Regions from separate parts of the Macaca mulatta genome. Here all the other regions are linked to region 1. Evidence: chromatin contacts called from public Hi-C data. All regions are on one chromosome and are shown on one strand. The core of a region is the stretch at or near the end of the contact, and the rest is flanking DNA. Distances in the headings are between cores, read along the strand shown. Region 1 holds the start of AMD1 (adenosylmethionine decarboxylase 1). Region 2 holds the start of RPF2 (ribosome production factor 2 homolog). Region 3 holds the start of GTF3C6 (general transcription factor IIIC subunit 6). Region 4 holds the start of CDK19 (cyclin dependent kinase 19).

Region 1 (4,551 bases), core at 1,301-3,800:
AGCTCACTGCAACCATCACCTCCCAGGTTCAAGCGATTCTCCCGCCTCACCCTCCCTAGTAGCTGGGATTACAGGCATGTGCCACCATGCCTGGCTAATTTTGTAATTTTAGTGGAAACGAGGTTTCTCCATGTTGGTCAGGCTGGTCTCAAACTCCCAACCTCAGGTGATCCACCTGCCTCCCAAAGTGCTGGGATTACAGGCATGAGCCACTGCGTCCAGCCAAGGCATGTTTAAAAAACTGGAAGTGTGGGGAAAAAATGGTCACTATTGATAGAAATGGGGCTGAGAAAGGAAATCATTTTAGAAACAATGATAAATGTATTTTTGACATATTGAGTTCAGGAAAATATTTAAGCAAAGATTAACCAACTTAGTACAAGGGATTTTTATTTTTATTATTTCTATGATCCGAAGAGAAACCAGAGTATACAAGGAATTTTGAGCTTCAAGATAACAAGAAAAATGATATATTTGACAAAGGACGAATCCAGTTGGTAGACTCTATTTAAATTATCCTGTATCAAATTAACAAGGATTTACTTTGCCAAGATTCTTGGCACTTTTATATTAACTTAAATTGCACTGGGAAAAAAGTATAATAGTAGTTGAGAAGCAACTAATTATAAGCAATTATAAGCCAAATTATGTTTATACCACAATTAGTGTTTGAGGTGGTTTAGTAGGTAGATTCTTCAATAAGCAACCATCAAATAATTGAATAGCTTGTAAAACACAGAAATACTTCTTTTATCTTTATTCCAAGTAGAGTAACCACATTCTTTTATCATTATAAAATAAGCAACATTTATTATCTTTTGTCCCAATCCGCAGTTTGAGTTGGATGCTTATAAAACCCGGCAAGAGGGCTGGGCGCGGTGGCCTCCCAGCACTTTGGGAGGCCGAGGTGGCCAGATCACCTGAAGTCAGGAGTTCGGGACCAGCCTGGCAAACATGGTGAAACCTCCTGTCTACTAAAATACAAAAATTGGTTGGCGTGGTGGCATGCACCTGTAATTCCAGCTGAGGCAGGAGAATCGCTTGAACCCAGGAGGTAGAGGTTGCAGTGAGCCGAGATCACGCCACTGAACTCCAGCCTGGGCCACAGAGTGAGACTCCGTCTCAAACAAACAAACAAAAAAAACATGGCAAGAGTAGTGTATGTACCTAGCTCACAACATAGCTTCTTTCAACAGGTTTCACGGAGACATGTGAATCCATGTTCTTGTAAGACAAGTGCTATTCTGCAGGGTATCTAGAGTGCAAACCCAAACCATGTCTTTTTCAGTGGATTTTTCATGCTGACATCATCTTACTTCACTTTGGGGAAAGTTTTTTTCTAAGGAAGATAGCGAAAAGTCTTTTTGTCTTGCGACAATAGCAATTTTTATGTCAGCTTGGGTTTTTTCCTCCCATATTTCCAAGTAAAAGTCATAACTTTGTTACCACAATTTTGCCATCTGAGGTTAAACTGTTTGACCGTGGCTTGACGACTATTTTACACTTAATATTTATAAAATATTAGACTGATAGTTCGTTAAATTACCACCAGTGATAGCTCTGGAATCCGTGTGATATTAATTGCCAGGTAAATCCTTCTTAAGCACATGAGAAGATAGCACTGTAAATTTTGGGGGGTAAGGAGAACCTCCATCAATTAATACATCAGCTTGATAAAATTCAAAGAAAAACATGATCAAATTTCAGATTATATTTAACACATTCAGTTTCTAGAAGTAGTTTTGCTGAATAAATTCCCACCAGTTGAGCTAATGGAGCAACGGAGTTGCCAGTGTTTCCCGGCGGCTGCTGTGCTCAGTCAATTCGGAGGCATGGCGAGCCACACGGCGGGAGGTGGGTAGAGCCGGAGCCCTCCAAGGCTGGGCGCCACGTTGCTTTTCTCTTCTGAAATGAGAAGACAATGCTTCTGGCTATTGTATAAACCAGCCGAGGACTGCATTCATTCGCACGTCAGCCAAGGCGTGAGCAGAATTAAAGCGCCTTCTAATTCGACCCCTGGCAACGTGCGCGTCACGGACAAATGTTTAGTTTTAACGCCTGGCTGCGTTCGCCTTGGGAAAACACACTTTAAAGAATGGCCAAGTACCTCAGCAGTCGCGGTGAACTGCACAAGATTGAAAGCACCACGCCAACCCAGCGCTGGCCACCGTCCCCGCTGAACCCCGCCAACACCGCTAAGGACCCACCCATGTTTTCTGCTAATCATTTTTTTTCCTAAACAGCTCTGCACAGCCTTTCCTCATTCGGTTCCCGCTCTCCCCACCCACTCTGCATTCGACCCGAGGTTTCCAGTCCCCAGCTGGACATCACAGTAAAGACTACCACTCAACAGCCGGCCAGAGCCCGAGCCGCAGCGCAGGGGGCAGCTCCCCGCGCTCTCCGCCAGGCCCTCGGCCAGCCAGCCGCCACTCGGCCGCTAGTGATTGACAGGCGGCGGCAGCTATGGGCCGTGGAGGTGGGACGATGCGTCACTTCCTGGTCTTTTGGGGGAGCCGGGATATATAAGCGCGGTGCTCACGCAGCGCTCTCGCTTACACAGTATGGCCGGCGACATTAGCTAGCGCTCGCTCTACTCTCTCTAACGGGAAAGCAGCGGACTACAAGAGACTGAACTGTATCTGCCTCTATTTCCAAAAGACTTACGTTCAACTTTCGCTCACACAAAGCCGGGAAAATTTTATTAGTCCTTTTTTTAAAAAAAGTTAATATAAAATTATAGCAAAAAAAAAGGAACCTGAACTTTAGTAACACAGCTGGAACAATCCGCAGCGGCGGCGGCAGCGGCGGGAGAAGAGGTTTAATTTAGTTGATTTTCTGTGGTTGTTGGTTGTTCGCTAGTCTCACGGTGATGGAAGCTGCACATTTTTTCGAAGGGACCGAGAAGCTGCTGGAGGTTTGGTTCTCCCGGCAGCAGCCCGAGGCAAACCAAGGATCTGGGGATCTTCGCACTATCCCAAGGTGGGTCCCCGGGGCGCTCGCTGACATCCGGGCCTGGGGACTGTCGCCGCCGCCGAGGCACCAGCCACGGGTGGGGCCCGAGTTCCCTCCGCCTTCAGGTGGGGGCAGGTCTGCGGCCGGGGGTCGCTTCGGCGGCCTTGGAAGGTTCGCGGTTTGGGGGAGAGCGGCCGTGTCCACGCGGGCCGGAGCCGGCTTCTCCCGCGGTGGTTGCCGCGCCTGGCACTGTCCTGGGGGAGGGGAGGAGGCCGGCGCGGCCGCGTGCTCAGGTAAAGTCCCGCGCTGGGCGGCGGGAGGCGCGGCCCGGGGTGGTTTTGCGGCCCGCGCCTCCCGACGTTCCTCTCCGTAGTAGTTGGCGGCAGGGGCCTCAGGTGGGGGTCGGGGGCGCCTGCGCGGGTTGCCTCCGGCAGGTGTGGCTCGGCGGGCTTAGTCAGGCGCTAATTCGGGCGTGCCCGCTTCGGGGAAGGGAGGGCGGGAGCGGCGCTCGTTCTTGCCGCGGGCGCGGACAGGAGGGGCCCTCCCGGCCTTGTCTGAGGGGCTGGCGAACAGGCCTCCCACCCGCGGTGGCCGCGGGCAGCCTGTGGCGCTCGGGCGGCGGGGATTGGGCGGGAGCAGTTGTGTCGCAGTGGCGGGGCCCCACCGCTGCCCTAACGTGCTCTGCGCCAGAGCCTTTTCGGGGCGGCTGGGCAAACGGAGCAGTCCCCGGGGCCGCCCTCGACACGGCCGCTGAGCCCGCCGAGGGCTGCTCCCCAGTCTCTTGACCTTGGGTTGTGTAACCTGCCACGGAGCCGGCGGGAGAGGTGCGGGTGGCGGGAGGCCCGCCTGCCCCAGGACATAATGCCTCTAATGCCTTAAGCTTGAGCAAAGGAATCTGGGGCCCACTCCTACTGCCGGCCGTCACGCGAGACATACTTGGGCTGACTGCGCCGAGGAGGCGTGTTAGTTGGTATTGCTGTGGAAATCCATACTTAAATAAAAGCCCAGAGATCCCGTGGATGCTTGGGCCTTGTTCCCGGCAGCGGTCGCACCGGTGGCCACCCATGGCCTTCCTAGGCCCTGCCACCGGATCCCCGGCTCCTCTGCGCACAAGTGCGGCTAGAGTGGCCGTGCTACGGAGTAACCGGCGTGGCCAGCTTCATTGAGAGGCGGCGACCAATGGGCTCCTGGGCCCGACTCAGAGCCTGGCCCCAGGGTGTGGGCCAATGGGCGTTTTAGGAATGTTAGCTAATCTCGGAGCTGTCCCTTGACAAAAAGCAACTGGAAAAGGGAATCCAGGCAGACACGTGCTACCGAGACTTTAAGGCACGATGGGAAACCCAGTTTCTAGCAGTATATCTTGAACGATTCCGTTGTAGAAAAAAGCTACTAGTGATAGCTAATATGTCACACATCTCATTTTTCAAGCTTCGTGTGACACTTAAAAATGTCTATAGCGCTTACTACGTGCCAGGCTCACATGCAGATTATAGGAAGCGGACTTTGGTCATGGAGAAGCTTAGTATTTCCTTCATTTCACAAATGAGAAGGCTGGTATTTGTGATAGGTGTGTGGTAAAAACGATTGTGATCAGGATAA
Region 2 (4,551 bases), core at 1,117-3,616, 110 kb after region 1:
CTACTGACTTCTTCGATTTATTTTATTTATTTATTTATTTATTTATTTACTTACTTACTTACTTAAGAGACACAGTCTCACTCTGTTGTCCAGGCTGGAGTACAGTGGTGCGATCTCGGCTTATCAAAACCTCCACCTCCCGCGTTCAAGTGATTCTCCTGCCCCAGCCTCCCAAGTAGCTGGGACTACAGGTGTGCCACCACACCTGGCTAATTTTTTGTATTTTTAGTAGAGATGGAGTTTCACCATGTTAGCCAGGATAGTCTTGATGTCCTGACCTCGTGATCCGCCCACCTCAGCCTCCGAAAAGTGCTGGGATTACAGGCATGAGCCACGGCTCCTGGCCTTCGTTTTAGACCTGCAAAACTATTTCAGACTTCTGACTTCCTGAAGAATAAAATAATAAATGTGTGGTAATTTGTTACAACAGAAATAGGAAACTAATACCAAACCCTCTTACATTGCTCATGGGAAATGTAAGTGGTGCAGGTGCTTTGGAAAACAGTTTACCAGTGCCTCAAAATGTTACACTTAAGAGTTAGCATATGACCCAGCAATTTTACTCCTAGAGAACTGAAAACATATGTCCACACAAAATTTGGAAAATAATATTCAAAGCAGCTGGGTGGGGTGGCACGCGCTTGTGGTCCCAGCTACTTGGGAGGCTGAGGCACTAGAATAGCTTGAACCCGGGAGATGGAGGTTGCAGTAAGCTGAGATTGCACCACCGCACTCCAGCTTGTGTGACAGAGCGAGACTGTCTCAGAAACAAAACAAAGCAAAGCAAAACAAAAAAACACAAAGCAGCATAATCCACAGTAGCCAAAAAATGGGAACCACTCAAATGTACATAAGCTGGCCAGGCACAGTAGCTCACGCCTGTATTCCTAGCACTTTGAGAGGCTGAGGCGGGTGGATTACCTGAGCTCAGGAGTTCAGGTAAGACCAGCCTGGCCAACATGGTGAAACCTTGTCTCTACTAAAAAATACAAAAATTAGCAAGGTGTGGTGGTGCGTGCATGTAATCCCAGCTACTTGGGAGACTGAGGCAGGAGAACTGCTTGAACCTGGGAGGTGGTGGGTGCAGTGAGCCAAGATCGCACCACTGCACTTCAGCCTGGGCGACAGAGCAAGACTACGTCGGAAAAAAAAAAAAAGTACCTAGGTTGACGAACAGATAAAGAAAATGTGGTATATCCATACAAAGCAATATTATTCAGTGCTAACAAAATGGAAGTACTGATCCATGCTACAACATGTATGAACCTCAAAAACAGATAGTGAAAGAAGTCAGACACAAAAGGCCATACGTTGCACGAATTCATTTATGTATATTCAGAATACGCAAATCCACCGAACATAAAGTAGATTATTGGTTGCCAAGGGCTGGCAGGAGGGGGAAGTGGGGCTTGGACCGCTACTGGGTTTGTGTGTCGAGGGGGTTCTTTTTGAGGTGATTAAATATTCTGGAATTAGTGGTGATGTTTGCACACCTTTGTGAATACACGAAAAACCAATGAATTGTACACTTTAAAGGGGTAAATTTTATGGTATGTGAATTATGTGGTAACTTAAAAACTGGGGAAAAAATCACGATCAGCAGTACCTTTTCTGCGCATATTTTATGTACTGGGCAACTGTGATAGACAAACTCTGTCACGCTGATCGCACAGTTGTCAATAGTGCCCATTTCACATTAATGTTTTTAGTGATTATGTGAGTACCTACCGTGCAATCAACCTTTCTAGCATCCTGGGATTCCCTGAAGAATAAAATCTGGCTTCTGAATACCTGACTCCAAGTATACAACTAGCGTGTACATCATACTGTGAGAGTCTATGTTACTTTTTTTTTTTTTGAGAAGGAGTCTCGCTCTGTCGCCCAGGCCGGATTTTGCAGTGGCGCGATATCGGCTCACTGCAACCTCCCCCTCCCGGGTTCAAGCAATTCTCCCTGCCTCAGCCTCCCGAGTAGCTGGGGTTACAGGCGCCCGCCACCACGACCGGCTAATTTTTGTATTTTTAGTAGAGACGGGGTTTCGCCATGTTGGCCAGGCTGGTCTCGAACTCCTGGTATCAGGTGATCCGCCCGTCTAGGCCTCCCAAAATCCTGGAATTACAGGCGTGAGCCACCACACCCGGCCAATGTTACTTAAAAGTATTACCTCGCACCTGTAATTCCGGGAAAGAGCCAGGGCAAAAATCCGTAACCAAGGGAACAGGGCGCGATTCCAATCAAAATGGCCGCCAACACCTCCAGGCACCGTCGGCGAGGGCGTCCCCGGAAGTGGCGTTGCGCTCAGCTTCCGGTTCTGCCTGTTCCGGCGCACGTAATCGCCGGGTGCACGTGCATCCACTTAGTTAAGAGTTGCAGGGAGCAGTAGCGATGGACACTCTGGATCGAGTTGTGTAAGTTCGCTGGTTCTCCGCCCCGGGGAACGTTGGGGTGAAAGGGTCCCGTGATGAGGGTGGTATTGTCTCGGCCTCTCACTCTTCCTGGTTACCCCTCTTCTTGCCTGGGTGGGAGCCGATCGATCACCAGCCGGGGTTTTCCTCAGCGCGAGCTACTTGCCAGGAGACAGTGGGGAAGCTCTCAGGTGGGAATCGCGGGATGGGATGTGGGATTGAAGCGTTGGCCGCTTTTATCCTAGTCAGTTGAAAAACATCTGACTTCCGAAGTATGAGACAGGTTAGTTAGAGTGGGGTTATGGGCACAGCCCTCGGAATCCGACAGATCTGGGTGACAGTCTGGCGTGTTCACTTAAAGCTTTGTGACTTTGGGTCATTAAATGTCTCTAAATCTCAGTTTACTCTGTAAAATAGCACTCATCATAGTCATATTTCTTAGAGCTGTGAGGGTTAGTTTTGCGAATGTATGTAGAGCCTTTGCTGCAGCACGTAGAAATGTTCATTAGTTTTGGTTTTTTTTCTTTCCGACTTTGTACACTCCTCTGAGTTATCCTTGAATAATACCTGTTTTAAATTTGTTCAAGAATATTTATTGTGCTAAACAGCCCTGCTGTTATTTGCTGTGGTTTTCTTGCTATTTACGTAGGTTAGTATGTATCCAAAACGACAGTTTTAGTCATTCAGAGATTTTTTTGCACACCTGCTATGCCTCTAGCTGTTTGGACTACAAAGAAGAGTCGTTTACTAGGTATTGGGACTAGTTTACACATTAATTGGGAGCCAGGCAGCTAATAAAACATGTTAATCGCTATTTGCATTTGTTGCTGTTTAATGAGTTACAGAAGATAGAATAATTTGTATCTTTATCAACCAGTAAATGATTAGAAGCTTTATATGTGACATTATCTCTGGAGGAGGATTTTTAAAATCTACATGGGAAACTAAAGTGCATGTATAGTCTCTTTCTTCCCAAAGTGTCCATGGGACTGGACGAGGGAGGGTCATAATTGTTTGGGAGGAGAATTCTTTCAGTAGATGACAGAGAACTGTCTGAAAAATCAGGGTGCTCATTGTAGAGGAAGCAGAGGTGAAGCCCCTTTTTTGAACAGAAATGTATAAAAATACGCCATTCCTACTGTCACATCATAAAGTCAGAATAATGAATTTATTTTCCCTTAATAGTTTACAGGGTAATTGGTCTACATGAATTTTTAAATCTGGCTTAAAAAACATTTTTTTTTTGAGACAGGGTATGGCTCTGACACCCAGGCTGGAGTGCAGTAGCCCGATCACAGCTCACTGCAGCCTCGACCTCCCCGGAATCAAGCAGCCCTCCTACCTCAGCCTGCCGTGTAACTGGGACTATAGGCATGCACCACCACAGCTAATTTTTGTATTTTTTTTTGTACAGACAGGGTTTTGCGATGTTGCCCAGGCTGGTCTTGAACTTCTGGGCTCAGTGATCCGTCCATCTTGGCCTCCTAGAGTGTTTTTATTACAGGCTGTGGCCGCCCAGCCCTAGCTCATTTTGAAAATTGGCCTGTTTACTTGCTGTGTGATCTTGGGCACATTACCTGTCTGTTCAGTTGCCTCATCTGTAAAGTGAAGATAAGAATTGTAACTTGCCGGGTGTGGAGGCTCACACCTGTAATCCCAGCACTTTTGGAGGCTGAGGCGGGCAGATCACGAGGTCAAGAGGTCGAGACCATCCTGGGCTAACACGGTGAAACCCTGCCTCTACTAAAAATACAAAAAATTAGCCGGGCATGGTGGCGGGCGCCTGCAGTAGAATGGCGTGAACCCGGGAGGCGGAGCTTGCAGTGAGCTGAGGTCGCGCCACTGCACTCCAACCTGGGAGACAGAGAGACTCGTCTCAAAAAAAATAAATAAATAAAAAAGAATTGTAACTCTCAGGATTGTGGTGAAGATTAAGCCTTAATAGAGTGACTCCAGGTAAACATCAACCTTATTATTCCCCATTGTTGGCAATAATATTGACATTCTCAGCAATGATTTTGGAGTGCAACAGTGTATACTTCCTGGCAGGCATTGTGGTCTTAAACCTAAAAGAAAGGTAAGCAGTCATTAGTCTCATGTTTAGTAAATGCCCACAGGTTGATCAGCAGTTGATGCTCAATTCTTT
Region 3 (4,551 bases), core at 991-3,490, 89 kb after region 1:
CTTTCTGGCCGGGTGAGGCGTCTCATGCCTGTAATCCCAGCACTTTGGGAGGCCGAGGCAGGTGGATCACTTGAGGTCAGGAGTTCGAGGCCAGCCTGGCCAACATGGCAAAACCCCGTCTCTACTAAAAATACAAAAATTAGCCAGGTGTGGTATCGCACACCTGTAATCCCAGCTACTAGGATGGCTCAGGCACACCGCGCCTGGTGTAAGCATAATTATTTTCATTCTCATATAATAAATAAGAAAACTGATGGCCGGGCGCGGTGGCTCACTCCTGCAATCCCAGCACTTTGGGAGGCCGAGACGGCGGATCACGAGGTCAAGAGATCGAGACCATGCTGGCTAACACGGTGAAACCCTGTCTCTACTAAAAATACAAACGAATTAGCCGGGCGTGGTGGCGGGTACCTCTAGTCCCAGCTACTCGGGAGGCTGAGGCAGGAGAATGGCGTGAACCCGGGAGAAGGAGCTTGCAGTGAGCCGAGATCGCGCCACCGCACTCCAGTCTGGGCGACTGAGCAAGACTCCATCTCAAAAAAAGAAAGAAGAAAGAAAACTGAGGTTGGAAAAGTTCACAATTATTAAGCTTCAGAGCTAGAATTCAAATGTACTTCTAACAGGTCCAGTGTTCCTTCTACTTTTTTAAACTATGAAATACATTTAATTAGGCAACTGGACAAAAATATACACAGAAGAGTGTTTACTACAATGTTATTTACAATATCCACAAATTGTAAATAACCTATGTGTTAAAAAATAGAGGATCAAGTTATGGCACACTCATACAACCATTATGTAAAGACAGGCACTGTGGCGTGCACCTGTAGTCCCAGTTACTCAGGAAGCAGAGATAGGAGGCTCCCTTTGAGCCCAGGAGTTTGAGGGTACACGGAGCTACGATGGCACCACTGCATTCCAGGCTGGGCCACAGAGCCAGACCCTGTCACAAAAAAGAAAGGAAAGAAAGAGAGAAAGAGAAAGAAACAAAGAATAAAAGAAAGAGAGCAGCATACTAAAAAAATTATATATTACTACTAATAATAGATTAAATGCACTTTAAATGCTTACTATGTGCTGAATACTGGGCTAAATTTATTTTATATGTATTGTCTCATTTAATCCTCACAATAACCAATCTGCCCAAAGCCTTGCTGTTAATGCAGTAGAACTTGACAGGTATTAAAATCCAAAGCTCAGGTTGGGCGCGGTGGCTCATGCCTGCAATCCCAGCATTTTGGGAGGTCAGGAGTTCGAGACCAGCCTGACCAACATGGAGAAACCCCGTCTCTAATAAAAAATAACAGAATTAGCCGGGCGTGGTGGCGCATGCCTATAATCGCAGCTACTCGGGAGGCTGAGGCAGGAGAATCGCTTGAACCTGGGAAGTGGAGGTTGCAGTGAGTCCAGATGACACTATTGCACTCCAGCCTGGGCAACAAGAGCAAAACTCCATCTCTAAATAAATAAATATCCAACGCTCATGATCTTAACCACTAGATCATGCTATCTCAGGTAGGAAGACCATTTCTTTCGAAGACCATTTCTTTCATAATCAGAAACATCTATGGGATACTTTAAGAAAATTCTGTTCAAACTTCTCTTGCCCAGGTCTCTGTATTGCTATAACAATGTGTATCTCTACAGCACTTGCTTGGGTCCATTTATATACCTCTCACAGATCCTATGCTCCTGCAGGCCTAAAACTTAAGCCCACTTTCTATTTTTCATAGCTCCTGGTGCAGTGCTTTTTACCGTGTAGGCGCTCATTAGTGTTAAACTGAATGTGCCTTTAACTTGGCTTGGGGGACGTTGAATTGAGGATGAGCGCTGACACAATATTAATAATTTCTTTCCAAGAAATGTGCTCGGGTCAACACAAGGCCTTTCTGTCCATGATCCGCCTGAAACCATGGTTTCCTTGCTTTCACCTTTATCCCCTGTGCCTTGCCAGTCCTCCCCGCCAGCGGGACCGGGAGCCCGGCGACTCCCTAGATCGCAGGGCCTGTCTTGCGTGACCGACAGCGCTCCGCTGCCTACAGCAGCCTAGCCCCCGCCCCCGCTTTCAGTCACTAAGCAAGGAGTGGGCCGTTGCGAGTCTCCACGCGAGCACCAGCGCTCTCGGCGCCCGTAGCCACCCGCCCACCGGAAGCCGACATCTTGAGTTCTGGCAGGAGCGGTTTGCGCGGCGAGGAGCGGAGTGGCAGGAACCCAGTGAGCTGCTCCGCGTAGGAGCTGCTGCCCGCACTCAAGATGGCGGCTCCGGGCGGGCGTGGCCAGTGACTAGGAGGCGAAGCGCCAAGGGACCATGGCGGCGGCCGACGAGCGGGGTCTGGAAGACAGAGAAGAGGAGGAAGAGGAGGTAGTAAGCGCTACGCCGAAAGCCTGCACCGCAGTGGCGGTGATACCTGTGCTGGCCGTGTGTGGGGAAGGGAGTCGGGGAGCTGCGGGCGGGAGGGAGGCCCCGACGCTCCTCACCGGCTTCTTGCTCCTGGGCACGCGGAGCCGGGCAGCTTGGGACCTGAGCCCTAATCGTCACCCCGTACTTAGGATGGGAAGTACCGGGAAGTTACCTTAGGTAGCGTCGTTTCCTCTTGCTGAAAACAGAGTCCTGTTTTCACAAAGGTGGGATTTTTGGCTTCTTTTGCTAATTGCTCCCTCTTGCCCGCTCGCGTGCTAGCATGTTAATTAACCCCTCTTTCTTTCACCAGGAGCAGTTGGTTCTGGTGGAATTATCAGGAATTATTGATTCAGACTTTCTCTCAAAATGTCAAAATAAATGCAAGGTTTTGGTGAGTTTTCTAGACTTGGGGGGATTGTTCTAGAGTTTCTTAAATGTAAAACAAGAATGGTGAAATACCTGTCCACAAGTATTGATATATTTATTTCACCTTACAAAGCAGTGAACTCTAAGGATAAGAAGTACACTAAGTATAATTAATTAATATATAATTAAGTGTAATGTAAAAGTACAGGGGTACTATGGGAGCAGATAGGAGAAAATGGCTAACTTTGCTTGCTTGTTTGAATGTGTGGCTGAAGAGAAAGTTACAGATTTGGAGGAAGTAACATTGTGATATGGAACAGTACATATATTCCTATAATCTCAGCACTCCTATAATCTCAGCAGAGGTGGGAGGATCACTTGAGCCCAGGAATTGGAGACCATCCTGGGCAACATAGCGAGACCCCCTCTCTACAATAATAATAACAATAAATGGCTGGGCGCGGTGGCTCACGCCTGTAATCCCAACAGTTTGGGAGGCCGAGGTGGATGGATCACGAGGTCAGGAGTTGGAGACCAGCCTGGCCAACATGGTGAAATCCCATCTCTACTAAAATACAAAAATTAGCCGAGGATGGTGGTGGACGCCTGTAATCCCAGCTACTCGGGAGGCTGAGAGAGGAGAACCGCGTGATCCCTGGAGGCGGAGGTTGCAGGACCGAAATCGCGCCACTGCACTCCAGCCTGGGCAACAAAGGGCAAAACTCCATCTCAAAAAATAAAAATAAAAAAAAATAATAAATTAGCTGGGCATGGTGGCATGCTCCTGTGGTCCCTGCTGCTCAGGAGGCTGGGGTGGGAGGATTGCCTGAACCCTCGTGGTCAAGGCTGCAGTGAGCCATGATCATGCCACTGCATTCCAGCCTGGGTGACAGAGCTAGACACTGTCTCAAAAAATAGATAGATGACAGATAGATAGACTCTTTGCACTACTGTTGACAAAACTTCCTCTGTTCTTAGCTTACTCTTGAAGAAGATGCTGATTGAAATAGACCTTGTTACTTGAGTATGAATTAAGTAGTCTTCAAGTTGTAGCTGCTGTGATCAGAGCAATTGTAGTTTATCCTGTACTTGGTAGGACAAGATGCTCTAGAGTTTCCCCAGTTTTGGAGATTAGTTTCCTTGGTAGCAAGGTTATAATGTTGAAGCCTTTTTCTAATCATGTTTTTTTTCTGATCCTTTATTCTGTTGTAGGGCATTGACACTGAGAGGCCCATTCTGCAAGTGGACAGCTGTGTCTTTGCTGGGGAGTATGAAGGTAGGAGGATGTCAGATAGATGGAACTCTTTCTGATATGGGCCTTTCAGAGATGGTAGCTCTTCTCAACAATTTGTATTTTTCTGTAGACACTCTTGGGACCTGTGTTATATTTGAAGAAAATGTTGAACATGGTAAGTGATTACTAGCCCAGCCCTTTTTAATATGAACTATTTCAATCATACTTAAGCATAATAAACATTAAATATCTCATGTATCCATTGTCTAGCTGTATCATATCCTACCATTTTCCCAAATGTGACGCAGATTATAGTTTAAAAAAAAACATGCCAGGCTGGGCCAGGTGGCTTAATCCTGTAATCCCAGCACTTTGGGAGGCCAAGGCAGGCAGATCACTTGAGGCCAGGAGTTCGAGACCAGCCTGGCCAACATGGCAAAACCCCATTTCTACTAAAAATACAAAAATTAGCTGTGTATGGTGGCATGTGCCTCCCAGCTACTTGGGAGACTGAGGTATGAGGATTGCTTGAACCGGGGAGGTGGAGGTT
Region 4 (4,551 bases), core at 1,511-4,010, 73 kb before region 1:
CTGAGTTAACCAAAATAAAATCTGGAAAGAGCTAAACTGTAATCTACCATGATCAGAGTGTAAAATCCTTTACTATGCAAATCTGCCTCGCAGTTTAGAACAGTTAAAAAAAAAAAAAAATTTAACATGAACCCAAAGGACACAGATGTTCTTTCAGATTGCTGGTATCAATGAACATAAAACTAATCCCACTACCAACCCACAAGAGATGTGGGTGTTTACTGTAAAGTTGCAAATCTCAACCAGATCTTTCATCCAGGAAAAAAGCCTTTATTATGGTTTTTCTTATACATAACATAGTGATTTAAACTAACACTTTCAGACCCTGAGACTTTTTTTTTTTAAGAAAAAAAGAGCATTATATTTTGAAGACAACCAAACTAATCTTACTCTAGTAAAGAAGCTTTATTCATTCTAATTAACAAATTTCACTCAAAAAGGAAGTGTATTCGAATCAAGCACTTTATTAGAGGGGAAAAATATTCAAAAAATATAGAAGCAGGAATTATCTGGTTTTTGTTATAAGCCCATACTATTCAAATACAATTCAGAAGCAGAATTTTTAACTTCTCAAACGTTCCCTAATAAGAGAAAGCTATTTTAACAACAACAACAACAAAAAACCCCACTAAAATACATTTTTTAAAACCTAAAGTATATTACAAAGTTAGCATGAGGAGTATGGGAAAAACCCACCTCAGATTTATTAAGTGTCCAAACAGGAAAACTGGATGTGCTTTCCCCAAATATATCTGATAAAATTCCCACAAGAACACTAGTATAACAGGTAGAGTGGATATTCCAAAACCAAAATATGTTAATTATAGTAACTCACATTCTATGATAAGCATTCAAGGACACCTGGTAATTAAAGGAATTATGAGAAACAACTGAGTACCTTGAGGCCTGTTCAAGTTATTACAAGAGAAAAAAAAAACTCTGCAATAATAATCCTTTACACTTGGATAGTACTTTGCAATTTTCACGATACCTTATGACAAAACACTAGAGTTGTTTGTTTTATGAAATTAGTGCATACGCATACAACCTACTTTGGTCCTAGAGTTCATATACCAACCACATCAAATTATAACAGCGCGCACAAAGATAAGCAGCACTTCAAATTTTACTAATGTCATTGTGGCTGATCATCAGTGTATTCAGAAATATTCCGTTACAATCCTCTTCCGTAGAGTTTGACTCTCTTTAAAGTCTATGCTGGACAGGGTATCTTCCTGGGTCCCTAACCTTGGGGGAGGGTAATTCCTGCCAGGAAGCTGGTTCCACCGGCCCTGCTGTAGCTGCTGTCTGCCCTCCAGGACCAAGTAAGGATAGGCATTCTCAGTACTTTATTCAGCTCTTCTTATCTTAAGAGGACAATCAGTAAAGCCTTCCCAAGGTGTTCCTACAGTTCTCCCCCAACTCCTAGGAAAACAAAGGTTCAGGCCCAGCTTTGTCACTCTGTATTCCCTTCCTGATAATCTAGGTACTCGATAAGCCCCAGCCCACAGTCATCGGGCAGAGGATGGAGTGGAGGACATAATACCCAAGATAGCCAAGGGGCTGCGAGGTAAAGGGTGGTTAGCAGAGAACTGAGCCAACTCTTAAGTTACTGCTTGCGAAACGCAGCTGGCCCATCAGGTCTCCTTCGAAGGGGGAAGGTACGCAATTCAGAATGTGAGAATGAAAAATCCGGGACGCCGGGCATACGACAGGGATGGGAGTACCGCATAGAGGGGCCAACGGGCCGGCCAGCCCCAGGGGGCGGAGATCGCGGCCGGGGGCGGCGGTGCCCAGCGGGTCAGAGCCGCCGGGCTGGCGAGGACCCCAGGCCGTGTTCGTCCGACGGGCTCCCCGGCGAGGTTTCAAACCGCCGCCCCCGCGAGGCGCTCAGCCGATTGGAAGTTCCACAACGACCGTCACTACACAGGGCCGGAGCGGCAATTCCGCGGCGGAGCTCTGCCTGCCCGCTGCGTTCCCCCAAGAGACCAGACCCCAAAACTCCTCCTCCACCGCGGTCCCAACTCGAGTCCCGCCGCCGTCTCCGAGCACTCGGAGGGCGTCCCTCTGGGACGGGACCGACGCCTCGGACCGAGCTGCTCCGCGGGAGTTCGAGGGGCGCGACGGCGACCGCGCGGGGGAGGCGGGCGGAATGGGCGCCCCTCGGAGTCGGTGTCGGGACGCGACCCCGCGATCCCCTCCGCCTCGCCCATCGGGCACGGCCCGACTGGGATCCGACCCACCCATCCCGCCAGGTCGCGGGCAGGGCGAGGACCCGAGAGAGCCTACTCCTCCCGCCCCTGCTCTTACCCATCTTTCCGCCTCGCCTTGTAGACGTGCCCGTAGGTGCCGCGTCCCACTTTGCACCCTTCGTACTCAAACAAATCCTCCACCCGCTCCCGCTCCGCCGCCAGCTTCGCCTTGAAATCATAATCCATTGTCTGCTTCCCCCATAGAGGCACGGGACGCGGGGGCCGCCGCCGCTCAGTCCCTCCTCCTCCTCCCCCCGCGACCGCCGCTCCACTTCTCCAACAGACGCCTCTCGGGCGCGCGCGCGCGCCGCCCGCCGCTCCGCGGTCCGCCTTCAGCAAGGGACTCCTCGGCGGCCGCAGCAGCCACCTCCTCCACCTCTTCCTCCTCCTCCGCGACGGCGGCGGCGGCTCCCACAGGCACCCCCAGTCCCGCCTCCCCTCTTCATTTCCTTGTTTTGGAACCTGGTGGGCCGCGCCGTGGCTTCTTCGAGCTCATTAACGAACTCACCGGCCCGCCCCATGGTCGCGGGGCCTCCTGGGAAATGTAGTCCCGAAGGCCTCAGCGGCCAGGGCGGTTTCGCCGGCCTAAGAAATACAGCTCCCAGGTTACCTCGGGCCGCCACAGCCTCGCCCCCGACAAAGCATGCGCGCCTGCGTACCAGGGCCGCCCCTCCCCCTCAGGTAGCGCGGGGCTCCCGGTTGCTGTGAAGGTGGAAAGCTAGAAGTTCCAGTGTGCTTTCTGCAGTTCTCGGGGAGGCACTGGAAAGAAGTGCCTTACTTTAGTGGGAAGGGGATACTCCACTGTAACTAGCCTCACGCACAAAGCATAGAAAGCATTAAATCAGCACCTTGCTGAGGGCTTGGCTGCAGTAGCTTCGGAAGAGAGGGCTAGTGAGGACAGTTGTACCGCAGCTTGTTTGTTTTCTAGGGCAATGGGTCCGCCTATTGCCCCGCCCCCCGTCCCGCTGTTCATTGGCGGGGGCTTGAGAATGACGTCCTCGTTGGTGCGTGGGTATCCCCAGGCTTTGGCTTCTTTCCCGCTCTTGATTGGCGATTGGATGTGCTCGGTTCTTCCTGATAGGTTGATCTTTTTTCTTTACGATGCAAAAACCGTATTTCAAAAACTGAACCTTCAGCAGTTTCCTAGTGCCTGCTTTGGCCAGAGAAGAACATGCAACTTCTGAGCTCCGGCAGCCAATCATCATTTTCTTGGCGCTCTAGTCAGTTTTCTCTTAGCATATGCGGTTCGCATAACTAGGTTTGGCCATCTGTCTAAGAACAATTAAAAGTGCCTGGAGGAAGCCGCGTTTTAAAACTATCCTTTGGGTTGAATTTTAAAGGATTTTTTACGGTCTATGCATGGTGGAGAGGTTCTCCTAGAATATTTAAGAAAGCCCCTTTAGTTAGGGTGAACGTTGATTGATTTCATTGTGTTGGGGCTCAGGACACACTACCACAAATTATAACTGAAGGAGTCCAGAATATGCCACCCCAAAATATGCCACTCTGGCATATTGATGTCTTTCAGCAAAAATAAGATCCAGCCAACACAGGAAAATGCTTCACTTATCCCACTACTGCCTAAAATAAAGGATAAAACTGTCCCTTTGTAAAGAGAAATGTACATTTCTAAAGGAAATTTTCATAATTAAAGGAATCTGTACCAGAAAGAGAGCTGCTCCTAGTCAACTAGTATGATGAGATACTTTTATCTGCATAAACGTCAACCTTTATTCATCTTACGTTTTCTCCTCTTATCCTCCCTTAACTTGTCTCCACCACCCCCTGGAAGCCCCAAGCCCCACTTTTATTTTAAAGAGACTGGCCTTGCTGTGTTGCCCAGGCTGGCGTCCAACTCCTGGGATCAAGGATCCTCCTGCCGCAGACTCCTGAGTAGCTGGGATTACAGGTTCGTGCCACCACACCGGGCCCCCACTTCCTTTCTGAGGCCAGGTTGTAATGTAAGTGTCAAATATCTGGCCCTTCTTTGAGTCTCATATTTTGTGGGACTCTTGTGCATACATACATAATTAAAACTGTTTTTCTCCTGTTAACCTGGCTGGTATCAATTTAGTTTATAGACCAGCTGAAGAACCTAGAAAGGTTTCCTCCCCTGTAATGGTGAGCCTAATGTCTCAAATGCTTGGGAATACACACTTAAACGTGATTGGTGCTAGGATAGGACATAACACATTCATTAGGAGGACAAAGAAGAGAATTGTCAGTTCTACCCAAAGTGGTAGGTAGATAAGGAAAGTTAATAGTGAACTGCCTGCTAGGTTTTGAAAGAAGCTTCGAA

The links. A called contact is a pair of places that touch in the nucleus more often than the background predicts.
Region 2: a Hi-C map of liver shows a contact between it and region 1, with 3 times the contacts expected there. The contact joins the promoter of RPF2 here to the promoter of AMD1 in region 1. A contact is called at or near these places in 2 of 14 Hi-C or Micro-C datasets (fetal cortical plate and liver).
Region 3: a contact with region 1 is called in a Hi-C map of fetal cortical plate, with 3 times the contacts expected there. The contact joins the promoter of GTF3C6 here to the promoter of AMD1 in region 1. A contact is called at or near these places in 5 of 14 Hi-C or Micro-C datasets (CD4 T cells, blood, cortical neurons and 2 more).
Region 4: a Hi-C map of fetal cortex germinal zone shows a contact between it and region 1, with 2.9 times the contacts expected there. The contact joins the promoter of CDK19 here to the promoter of AMD1 in region 1. A contact is called at or near these places in 6 of 14 Hi-C or Micro-C datasets (CD4 T cells, blood, cortical neurons and 3 more).

The regions. Positions count from the first base shown.
Region 1 is chr4:15,948,814-15,953,364 of T2T-MMU8v2.0, forward strand. It overlaps AMD1 (adenosylmethionine decarboxylase 1), which reads left to right and starts at 2,551. Exons shown (of 9, transcript XM_015137572.3): 1 at 2,551-2,979. The coding sequence starts at 2,870.
Region 2 is chr4:16,061,811-16,066,361 of T2T-MMU8v2.0, forward strand. It overlaps RPF2 (ribosome production factor 2 homolog), which reads left to right and starts at 2,367. Exons shown (of 10, transcript NM_001258154.1): 1 at 2,367-2,408. The coding sequence starts at 2,386. It overlaps LOC144340263 (a long non-coding RNA gene), which reads right to left and starts at 2,282. Exons shown (of 4, transcript XR_013416162.1): 1 at 2,165-2,282.
Region 3 is chr4:16,038,032-16,042,582 of T2T-MMU8v2.0, forward strand. It overlaps GTF3C6 (general transcription factor IIIC subunit 6), which reads left to right and starts at 2,241. Exons shown (of 5, transcript XM_028847033.2): 1 at 2,241-2,362; 2 at 2,712-2,792; 3 at 3,980-4,043; 4 at 4,132-4,176. The coding sequence starts at 2,309. It overlaps LOC144340263 (a long non-coding RNA gene), which reads right to left. Exons shown (of 4, transcript XR_013416162.1): 4 at 2,868-4,144.
Region 4 is chr4:15,875,195-15,879,745 of T2T-MMU8v2.0, forward strand. It overlaps CDK19 (cyclin dependent kinase 19), which reads right to left and starts at 2,761. Exons shown (of 13, transcript XM_077999285.1): 1 at 2,311-2,761. The coding sequence starts at 2,438.